2 separate regions of the Mus musculus genome follow, and region 2 is linked to region 1. The links are chromatin contacts, called in public Hi-C maps. All regions are on one chromosome and are shown on one strand. The core of a region is the stretch at or near the end of the contact, and the rest is flanking DNA. Distances in the headings are between cores, read along the strand shown. Region 1 overlaps Gm45968 (a long non-coding RNA gene). Region 2 overlaps Nxpe3 (neurexophilin and PC-esterase domain family, member 3).

What was found. Hi-C and Micro-C count contacts between places; a contact is called where the count stands out from the background.
Region 2: a Hi-C map of bone marrow-derived macrophages shows a contact between it and region 1, with 29 read pairs. The contact joins two enhancer-like sites. A contact is called at or near these places in 14 of 39 promoter capture datasets (the C10 cell line, the HPC-7 cell line, HPC-7-derived erythroid cells and 10 more), 7 of 15 datasets of contacts at CTCF or cohesin (CD8 T cells, the NIH/3T3 cell line, embryonic stem cells and 3 more), 105 of 484 Hi-C or Micro-C datasets (the AML12 cell line, B cells, the BV-2 cell line and 69 more) and 14 of 115 datasets of contacts at active chromatin or transcription factors (the HPC-7 cell line, acute myeloid leukemia, astrocytes and 10 more).

What each region holds. Positions count from the first base shown.
Region 1 is chr16:55,501,650-55,507,421 of GRCm38.p6, forward strand. The region is part of intron 1 of Gm45968 (a long non-coding RNA gene); the gene reads right to left. Among named protein-coding and RNA genes, the nearest start is that of Mir5118, 9.8 kb to the left of the region's middle. Within about 2 kb of position 3,317, at least 55 of the 459 cell types and tissues checked have an H3K27ac peak or open chromatin away from gene starts, as enhancers often do. A contact at or near this core is called in bone marrow-derived macrophages, where this site is marked.
Region 2 is chr16:55,860,141-55,865,912 of GRCm38.p6, forward strand. Nxpe3 (neurexophilin and PC-esterase domain family, member 3) reads right to left here. Exons shown (of 6, transcript NM_001134457.1): 3 at 5,656-5,772; 4 at 166-239. Among named protein-coding and RNA genes, the nearest start is that of Nxpe3, 32 kb to the right of the region's middle. Within about 2 kb of position 3,246, at least 9 of the 459 cell types and tissues checked have an H3K27ac peak or open chromatin away from gene starts, as enhancers often do. A contact at or near this core is called in bone marrow-derived macrophages, where this site is marked.

The sequences.
Region 1 (5,772 bases), core at 2,067-4,566:
GAGAGTCCAAGGCGATATCTGCTCTAACAAAAAGCAAATTCTGTCAACATGAAAGTAGATTGCAAGACATTTATTATAAAATAGTATAAATAAATAAAAATGTAGAAATAATAGAAGGAAAGCAAGAGAATGTGGAGTCTGTGCCTGTGAAAGAAGAGAGGGGGATGTGCAGAGCCTTCCACTCCAGGGAGAGTCTGGAAGTCTGAGACTAATGGAAAGCTTCTACACTAAGATTTACTTTACAGATGTTTTGCATCTGACATGAGGGTACAGCTCTATTAGACTCTCCAGTCATTGGCCTGGGCAGTGTCGGTGAAGAACCGCCATGATATAAACCTCTGAACCCGAAGTGTGCAGTACCTACAAGCTATCTGGCTACTTCCTGCTTCTGACGGATCCTCAGCAGAAGAGCTCAGTGACAAACCTCTATGACTGCCACCAAAGCACAAAGAGATGAGAGAAGAAGCAAACTACCATCTGTGATGGCAGGTAGAGAATGGGTGATTCTCAGTCAGCGTGAAGGGTCTTTTGAAAATCACGTTCCTGATTCATGTTGTGCTTTTGCCTGGATGTGCATAGATGCTCAGATTTAGGGCCCAGGGCAAAGAGAAAATAATTCCGTCAGGGTAGAAGTCTAAGCCATTGAATACAATAAAGCAAGATAGGGGCTTGAGGTATTTGAGGACGTATGCACAGAAGTGAGCAATAATTGACAGAAAGAAGGACATCATGACTTAAAAAAATAAGTAATCAAAGAAACAAACAAAATCAGTCCCAACAGACAGAAAACAAATCATAAACAGATTGTGCTAAAATAGGGCATAGATGAAATTCAGATACTAAAAAGAGAAGACCAGAAATAAGACCTTATGATTAGTGATCAGAAGATAGGACACAAAAGTTGAGACACTGAATTGTAGTTATTAGAAATAAAGGGCCTTGTACGTTACCAAGACAAGTAATGATGATGGTGGATTAAAGGGCAGTTAGAAAGCGGAGAGAAAATTCAGAACAGAAAGTGGGCAGTTAGAGACCTTACTTACATGTATGTTGAAATTAGCAAAAATAAGAAAAGAATAGTAAAAGGGAAACTAATGAGGAGCTGGCAACTAAAATTCACTCATGAACTAATAATTCAAAGGGCAGTAGTGATGGGAAGTGGAGAATACAGTCTGTGTGATACTTATGGTTTGAGGGAGTGAGGGAGTGTGGGAGAGCAATGGGACCCCCTAAACTGCCTCTAGACCCATGGGTACCAGTGCTTTGACAGCTAAATGAACCTTGGCCGATGGACAGAGCCCTGGAGGGGATAGAATCCTCAGGGCAGACATTGGTTTGGGTCAGGACAGGAAGTTAAAACTAACGTGTCCTCTTTTCCAAGTCTTCAAATCGGTCTTAAATAAACTTTGTTACTGTGCACCTTAAAAAAAAGTAACAAGCATTCAAGGTCAGCTCAAGAGATGTGAACCTGGAAGGTAGCTCGTTTTACTTAAAGAGGGAGCTATAGGTGCTAAAGAACTCAGTGGTTAAGAGTACTGGCTGCCAGTATAGAGGAATGCCAGGGCCAGGGCCAGGAATGGGAGTGGGTGGGTTGGGGAGCAGGGGGAGTGGGGGAGGGGATAGGGGATTTTCAGAAAGGAAACTAGGAAAGGGGATAACATTTGATATGGAAATAATGAAAATATCTAATAAAAAAAAAAAGAAAGAAATGTCTTTTAAAAAAAATGAGTACAGGCTGCTTTCACACAGAACCTGGGTTCTGTTTTCTGCACCCATGTGGCAGCATTCAACCATCTGTAACTACAGTTCCAGGGGATCTATCACCCTCTTCTGGCCTCTGTGGGTACTGCACACATGTGGTGAACCTTCTTACAATCAGGAAAACAGGAAGACATAAAATAAAATAACTTTGAAAGGAACTAGTAAAGAAACAAAGACCTTAGGAATCAAAGGACACAGTCCCTGATTTGGCTAGGAAGTTTGCACTGGGAGGTAATAATATTAGAATGTAGGACATGAGCTATCTGGAAGAAACTAGATCCAAGTTGAGGCCAAAATTTAAATAAATAGATAGATAGATAGATAGATAGATAGATAGATAGATAGATAGATAGATAGATAGATAGATAGATAAAGTAAAACTAGACGGTGGTAGAACTAAAGAAAACACACAGCCACTGCTGTTGGCCACAACTGGAAGGCAGAGTGGAGAAGCCCAGCTTTGCCTCTTCTGACACACTTTGGTCACACCAGTGATTTCTCTCCATTCGGCCTCTTTGGCACCCAGGCCACAGTGGAGCTCTGCCACCTGTACTGGAAGAGAAATGTAGGGAAGGGACCAGGAGAGGAGTCTGCAGGTGATTTGCATAGGAATTCAAGAAGCTGATGCTATGGAGAGCTATTTTCTATGCTCCTGACTTCTAGAAGGCCCATAGGAGCATTTCAGGAATTGGGAAGGAATAAGGTTATACTTTGATGTATAAAGAATCATCTAAGAATCGTGGAAGATAAAAGGGGAGGAGCAAGGACTGAAGGCGCCTACCTGGAATCACACCACTAGGCAGGAGGATCACCAATTGGAGGCCAGCCTGAGTTCCAGAACAAAACCTTATCGATAAAGAAAGGGAATTCACAGATACTAGCAGGAGGGAGTGTGACCCTGGAGACTGGAGCTTCTTGGGTCAAATAGTAGGGAAGTTGCTGGCAGACAAGATCTGTAAGAGCGGGAGGCCTTCTCCCTGTTAGTAGGAGAAGATGCCAGAGCATATACACATGTTAAGGGGGAGAGGCTAGAGAATGTGACAGAGATGAAGAATAGAGATGAACGCAAAGGGGAGAAGAAAAGGGGAGGGCAGGGCAAGGAAACTGGAGAACTCTGGCTGTTAAGTATGTCCGGCATCTACTCCCTGGTTTGGGTAAGAACCCTGGCTGACTTTTATTTTCCTAAGAATCCAATCTCCTCCTTAGGTTCTTGGAATGTAGGAATGTAGTTTAATTTCCCCCAAGTTTTGTTTTCTACTGAATTCTAGAATCCCACCTGATATTAAGGCATTGTTTTGAGTATGAATGTGATTGTGGTGTGTGTGTGTGTGTGTGTGTGTGTGTGTGTGTGTGTGTGTGAACAGTAACTTTTTTTTTTCCTGAAACTCACGACTAACTTCTTCTCTCAGGGGTGAGCTTAAATGGATAACTAAATTTTAAATACATAATATGACGTTATCAGTGATTTTTTTTAAAAGCCCATGTTTCATTGACTTAAGTTGTTATCTGCTTGAGTAAACGAAACCAGGGCGTGACTCACCCTGGGAAAGTGGGAAGTGAGTCTGTGGGAACGCATTTCCTATGGTAACCTTAGAAGACTGCAGTTTGTTGTGCCTCCAGATCCCTAAGCACCAAGACATAGAAACATTTACAGCTTCATCTCTGACCTCCCAAGGGCCCTGCTTCTGCCTAGCCTTCTTCAGTGGGGATGTGTGTCTGTAAGAGCGGGAGACCTTCTCCCTGTTTGTTCTCATTAGTATGAGAAGATGCCAGAGAAGGTTGACTTGGCTGGGTGGAGTGTGTTACTACAACAACCTGAAGTAATCACACATCTTTGGAAAGCACCAAAAATCAGGCACAGGAAGCATAGCTCAGCCATTTAGAATATTCAGGAAGGAACTGGAGGCAAGGCCTAGAAATCAGATGCAGCATGGGGCTGAAAATTAGGGTTTCTATTGTTCACAAATAAATCAAACAATGGTATTTTAAAAATAAAAATGTTGTGTGTGGTGTGTTTTATTTAAAAAAAAAAAGCCAAGAATATGTTTTGTAGACCTCGGATTGGCGTGGTGGGAGCAGGTACCTCAGAAGGCCCGTGCTGAGACATTCCCCTCCCACTCGAGATACCAGCCATATGGTGGGTCTAGTATAGACAGATTTTATTTGGGAACATGGGAAGGGGAGTTGAGAAGGGAGTAGAGGCAGAGAAAGAGAAGGGGACAGAGAGAGACAAAGAGAGAAGAGGCTGGTGGAACATGAAGGGGATAGGGGGAAGGTTAGAGGGGGAGAAAGGGGTTAGGGAGAGTGAAGATGGTCAGAGAGTCAGAGAGATAAAAGGGGCAGAGAGAGGGGAGGAGAAGACAAACAGCCCTGTTTATAGCAAGCCAGGCCTACCTGGTGTTGCCAGGTAACTGTTGAACAGAGCCTAGAAGAAATGCCAACAATGCTTTCATCACCAAAGTAGAGATTTTTTTTCAATGTCTTATTATTTTTGCTTTCACTAAAAATGACTCATACAAGACCTTGGGGTTCTGTTTTTGTTTTTTGTTTTTTGGTTTTTGGTTTTTGGTTTTTTTCCCTCAGTGTACTACGATAGATCCAGTTATTTCTCAGCCTACAGCACTTTGAGTTTCAGTATGGATGTGTCATAGCCTGGCCCAACAACAACAAAAAAAAATTGTCAACAAGACAATGATTGTGAGAGCTAATGGCCACCTCCATTAACACATGCAAATTAAGCATATTCAAGGACTGCTATATAGTCAACGTTTTTGGATTTCAAATATGAATACAGTCCTGTGGTACTCGCTTCCTTTTCTGTGTGAGGACTTAATGTCTTCCCATTTGTCTATATTTGCTTGAGTTCCTTTTAGCTTGGAGATTTTGGGGGAGGGGAGTGAGGAGAGAGAGAGATGGAGAGATGGAGGGACAGAGAGACAGAGAGGGGGCTGTCTTCCTCAATCCCTTTCCACTTTACTTTTCTGAGTAGGGTCTCTCAGTGGGTTCCAGACCTTGGCTTTAGGCTAGCCTGGCTAAGCCTCTTGTGGTAGGATTACACAAGTGTACCACCATATCAGGCTGTTCAGTATAGATCATTGTGCCTTCTTTACCTACTGAGCCTTAGCTCCAGCTCAGTTTCTGGGTCTTAACAACTGAAAAGCAAATCCTTGGCCAATGTTCTGAAGTGTTCCTTCTACGTTTTCTTCTTGTCAGTTATAGTTTCTGGCCTTGTTTTTCTGCTTTTCACCCACTTCAAATCGGTTTCTGTAACTGCCAAAAGTGAGATAGCTGTCTAGTTTCACTTGGTTTTGGGTTGATTTCCATCTCTCACTGTTTTTTGAATAGATTGTCTATTTCCAATCTATATCTTTACTACTTTTGTCAAAATCCAGTTGGTTGTGGATGAGTTTACCACCAGGTTGCCAGCAGTCTGCATGTCTGTATGTCTGTCTGTTTTTATGCTGGTTTGTTCACTCCAGCTTATTACATTTTGATTCAAGATAGTTTGTTTTGTTCTTATTGATCAATATTGAATATTCAAGGAGGGGGTTGTCTTATCAATATTTTTGTTTGTAGTTTTGCAGAGAATTCCCTTGATATTTTGATAGGAGTTATGTAGAATCGGAAACTTGCTTTGAGTAGTGTAAACTTCTTTCTGCATTTTTATTGGGAATCCCATACATACACATAATGAATTTTGCTCAAATTTAACCCCTACTTCCTCCCCCCCACCCCAGTTTCTCCCTAAGCATCAAACTTCAACCTCCCGATTTCATGAATTCACAATTTGTCTTTTTAAAAAACAACTCAGTGTGGCTACTTTGACAACACAGATTTTTCCGATCCACAGCCATGGGTTATCTTTGCTTTGTATCTTGCATTAATGTTTTGTAATGTTTTACTATATCTTTGCTTGAATTCATTCTCACGTAATTGTTGTAGCTACTGTAAATATGGTTGCTTCCTTGATTCCTGTCTGCCATTCAATGATACTACTGACATTTTATGTGT
Region 2 (5,772 bases), core at 1,996-4,495, 360 kb after region 1:
GCTGACAGCCCAGCTCCAGGAGATCTGACAGGCTTGCTTACTTACCTGCCTCCTGAGGGAACTGCATGCCTGTTCGTACACATGCAGAACGTGCAGGGGAAACACTCGGGACACAAGGACTTTATTAAAGAAAGGGGAAACAACATCAAGCTCGGTTGTCTTTACCTTTCGTTCGCCTGGAAATCACAGTCACCCAGTCAGGCCCGCTGGAGTTGATTGGCATCTTGATATTCACACCACTTTAGAAGGAATTTAAAAAAAAAAAAAAAAAAAGCACATGCTTAGATTGAGATTCAGGGACATTTGTCAGCAGTTGTGTGTCTTTACCTGTAAGTGAAAAACTACATATGCTTTCACCGAACATTACCCAACATGACTAATAGTTAAGAAACTAGGGCTCTTGAGTGAAGTTATATAAACTGAAGATGGATTTACTAAGTATGCATTCAGTGCTGTAGACACGCACATGCATAAATAATTGATAGAGATAGGTAGGTAGGTAGGTAGATAGATAGATAGATAGATAGATAGATAGATAGATAGATAGAAAGATAGATGATAGATAGATAGATAGATAGATAGATAGATAGATAGATAGATATCCAAAATTACTAACTTCAGGTTGAATAACTCCTTTTTCCTTTTGGGATCAGAGAATGTCTAATTTGTGACCACGTTTTTGAGGCCACAAGTCCACAATGAACTAAGTCACGTGTTACACTTCTTAGATGTGCCCAGAACTGAGAGAAGTCCCTTGGAGATGCCTGCCCCGGAACAGGCAACTGCGGACTCCTTGGTGTGTGTTCCCCTTACTGTAACATAGATTCCTCAAGGGTATGAGTGGGGCTTCTCTACGTCACCTTCCTATGTTTAGACCATGGACCAGAGTCTATGCTCAGTAACTTCTTTTAAGGAACTGCATGGGAAGCTGCGGGAGAACGAAAGCCAGCAGCAATGAATGCGACTCCAGGAACACTTATTCCAGAGCCAGGAATAAGTCAGGACTCTTAGACTCATTCAAAGCAAGCTTTAAAAATGGAGAGTGCTCGGCCTCCTGATACAGGAGTGAACCATCAGATTTTCACTGCTTCATCAGTTGCACAAAAAAAAATGTGTTCATTCTATAGAAAATTAGTAAGCTTCTTCTATATTCTGGGCACCGTTCTAGCCCTGGCTTACATGGCAAGACTCCCAGAATCTCCTCCCTAATTGGAACAGACATTCTACAGGAGACAGAAAACCAAGTCATAAAGGATCTATCTATTCAGGGCTGGCCACACTGGAGGATAACGGAATTTCATATCTTAATAGACACTAGATGACCTTCAAGAGGGCACATGTAAACCACTCTTATGAGCTTGGAGTTTATTACACAAAAATAAATGAAAATGAAAATGCCTGTAGGATAGTTTTCTCCATAATTCTCCTTCAAAAATACTTAACCTCAATTTAGTCAACATTTTAGTCAACATTCTACACAGTATCAGTATTGAAATTGTCCATATCATAAAAAGCAAAAGAGATGAAGAATCTTCCTAGATTTAAAAGGTAACCAAGTATTGCTGTGGTTGGAATAGGAATGCCCCCTCCACCCCCCATAGACTCATGTGTTTCAATGCCTGGCCCACAGAAAGTGGTACTATTAGAAGGCTCATGTGTTTCAATGCCTGGCCCACAGAAAGTGGTACTATTAGAAGGTGTGGCTGTTTTGGAGTAGGTGTGGCTTCCTTGTAAGTTGTTATAGTAAGTGAGGTCTCTCAGGCCCAAGCTACCCAGGGCAATACGCAGTCTCCTGGGCCTGTTGTTCAAGATGTAGAACTCTCAGCTCCTTTTCCTGTATCACATCTGCCATGCTCCCTGCCTGCCATGATGATAATGGACTAAACCTCTGAAACTGTAAGCCAGCCCCAATTAAATATTTTCCTTATAGGAATTACTGTGGTCGAAGTGGAGGCTCACAGTCAGCTATTGGATGGAACACAGGGCCCCCAATGGAGGAGGTAGAGAAAGTACCCAAGGAGCTAAAGGGATCTGCAACCCTATAGGTGGAACAACAATATGAACTAACCAGTACCCCCCAGGAGCTCGTGTCTCTAGCTGCATATATATCAGAAGATGGCCTAGTCGGCCATCAGTGGAAAGAGTGCCCCATTGGTCATGCAAACTTTATATGCCTCAGTACAGGGGACCGCCAGGGCCAAGAAGTGGGAGTGGGGTGGGGGGAGCGTGGGGGGGACTTTTGGGATAGCATTGGAAATGTAAATGAAGAAAATACCTAATAAAAATAATAAAAAATTTTTAAAAAGAATTACTGTGGTCATGGACTCTCTTCATGGGAATAAAATCCTAAAAGACAGTATAGAATATGATCCCTTTGTAAATATTTTAAAACCTAAACAAGGCTTTGAGCCCAGGACAAAAGATGAACGTGAATACAAACACACTCAGGGCACTTAAGGTAGCTCAAAACAATATGCCCAAAGACCTTTAAGATTGGTTCTTTTTCTTAGATACCTTCCTACAAAGGTCTACTACTTTAACAGTGTGAACGGCTATGAAATGAAAATTAATCACTGGGTTTCCATAAAATGGAAGCTACCTCAAATACTTTCTCAAGCAAACATCCCAGGTAGAGAGTTTTATAATGATCCTACCACAACCTACAATGTGCTATTAGCCCACTGCTCCCGGGACTGCATATAAGGATGGGCATTATTTTTTCTTTCTGTAGCAACAGGTTTTTCCGATCACTCTTGTCTCTGATAGTGGGATTTGGTGTTAGGGATATCTCTGAATGTTTCACTATTCAATTCTCTCTCTCTATCCCTTTTATCCCACTACCTCCCACATGGAGCTTGGTCAAATTATAATGCTTTCCTTTGCTCCCTTCTTTCCTCTCCCTCCTCCTCCTGCTCCTCCTCCTCCTCCTTCTTCACGGGAGCTGCATCAGATAGACTGACAGACACAACTCCAGAGAGGGCCAACTGGATAATCTTCACGTGTAAGTTCATAGAAACGAAACAATCTGCTCTTACTCACTAAAAATAGCAATCTTTGCATCTAGATGCAAGATTTAAAATATGTAAATACAGTACACATAAATTTTAAAAATAAATTTAATTTAAATAATTAAAAGAAATAAAACTAAAACCCTTGGAGCTTGGCAAGACTGCACACCTGTAACATTGATCATTTACTAGGCTGGGTTGGCAAGATGGGCTTTCTGCCAGTCTCTATTTATATAGTGAGACTCGGTCTTAAAAATAAATAAATAAAGTAAATATAAATAAAAGTTTAGATTTGTGTGTGTGGTGTTGTTGTTGTTGTTGTTGTTTTTCCTTTAGTTTCATTTTCAGTTTTTATTCAGCAATACAAAATACTGGCCTTCTAGAGAACGATCCAGTAAATACATTGAATGTGCTCCCTCTGCTGGCCCGATGAATAAATGCATGGGGCGAGTTCACTGGCATAGTGACACCTTGTGGTAGAATGACGGGGCCACAAGCTAACTTGTGGAAAAAAGAAAATCAGTTTGAAAAATTTGAGACGCTCCTATACTGCTTCAACATGATATTTCTCCTACCAAAATGAGTGACCATAAAATGTTAACACTTCAGGATTTCTAATTTAACTCAACAAAAATGGCTCTCTACCACAGTCTTACAAGTAAGCATTTCATATGGAAATAAAAATATTTATAGGGGAAGATCCAGAAGGGGGTGAGGAAGAAGAAAGAATATATCAACAAAACATTTTGGATTGAAAAATTTAGATTTTCAATTTAAAAAAGAAAATATTTACAAAGGCTGCAGGGATGGCTCCGTGGTTAAGGACACTTGTTGCTGTTACAGAGGACCTGGTTTGATACCCAGCATCCACAGGGTAGTTCACAACCATCCGTGAGCCTCTCCACGGATCTCATGCCCTCTTCTGACCTTTGTGAGCACCAGGCATGTACATGGAACACATGCATACATGCAGGCAAAACGTCCTACACAAAAAAAACAGGTCCCTAAAAACATTTTATATATTCTTTCTAAATAATTGTGCTTTTTGACCAGGTAGTTTTATGTCATTTCTTCTTTGATTTTTTTTTTTTTTTTGGTCACTTAGTAATTATAAACACTTATAAGACACAATAAGAAATTGGCTAATCATCGCAAATTTACCACTTGCTCATGATGGAAACATTCAAAATTCACCCTACTTATTTTTTTTTTACGTATTCAATTAGCTATTGTAAGCCCTAGTTCTCTTGCTACAACAGAACAGAAGCAATAACTTCTTCTATCCAACTTCTTCTATCCCCACTTTCTTATCCCTAAAGTGAAGAAAACACAGATTTCAACTCAGACGGAGTCTATGCTTTCATTCTGCCCATTACCCATATGCAGACATTGTGCTGGAAATGATCTATGTTCATGTTCAACACAGATATCTCGGCAAGAATCCTGTAACCCTTTCAACAGCCGTTAAATAGGAGGTTCGCTTGGTTCTCATGCTTGGTCAGTTAACAGTATACTGTCAAACCCATAGTCTTACTATACATAAACATTTTTAGTATTTAAAAGCTGATATCTCTCTCTCTCTCTCTCTCTCTCTCTCTCTCTCTCTCTCTCTCCAAAATTTTAGCATCACACAATCCTCAGGCACCAGTGACAGGACTTCAAAGACCTCATTTCTGGAGTCGGGGGGCGGGCGTTGGATACACAGACGCCATAGCGGGGGCGAGGATGATGGGATCCGAGAACTACTTTTTGAGAGTTGGTCTTTGCCTTGGGGCCTCTCTTGTTTCGGCTATCCGCATTCTCCGGGCCGGCTGGTCTGTAAGCTTCTAGATCCTTCTCAGCTTTCTGCCTCCCATCTTGCCACAGGAGTACTGGGCATATGGACGTGTGCTGCGGCAGGCTTTTTACATGGATGCAAAGGATTAAACTCGGCTGTCAGACTTGCACAGCCAGCGTATACTGAGCCATCTCCTGCTACTCTAGGACCTTTTTTTTTTTAACCGTTTGTGTGCATAAATAGTCTCGCTTATGCAGCAATAAACATGGTAGCATCTCTAACATAAAACATAGCTGATGGCTCCCAATGGAGGAGCTAGAGAAAGAACCCAAGGAGCTAAAGGGATCTGCAACCCTATAGGTGGAACAACATTATGAACTAACCAGTACCCCGGAGCTCTTGACTCTAGCTGCATATGTATCAAAAGATGGCCTAGTCAGCCATCACTGGAAAGAGAGGCCCATTGGAAACGCAAACTTTGTATGCCCCAGTACAGGGGAACGCCAGGGCCAAAAAGGGGGAGTGGGTGGGTAGGGGAGTGGGGGTGGGTGGGTATGGGGGACTTTTGGTATAGCATTGGAAATGTAAATGAGCTAAATACCTAATAAAAAATGGAAAAAAAAAAACATAGCTGAATAAGAACCAAAAAAAAAAAAAAAAAGGGTAAAAAGGTCTTTTAATTAAGTTGAACAAGCACCAATTTTCACTTTTAAAACAGTAAGCAAAAGTACAAACCTGCTTGTTGTCTTACTCAACACCTCTTCTGAACGGGGCCAAGGTTCAAACAGACAAGAAATGAATACTTACAGGAGGTTCCTAAATGTGGCTGAGACAGTGGGGAGGATCATTACCCGCCAGAAGGCCTCGTACCTCTGAAAGAGAGCACTTTCGGCAGCTGTGAGAAGGCCCTTCGTGTATCCGCCCTTGAAGTGGTTGATTCTGCTGCTGCAGGGGAGTTTCTTTGGTTTGAAGCAGAACCAGGGCTCT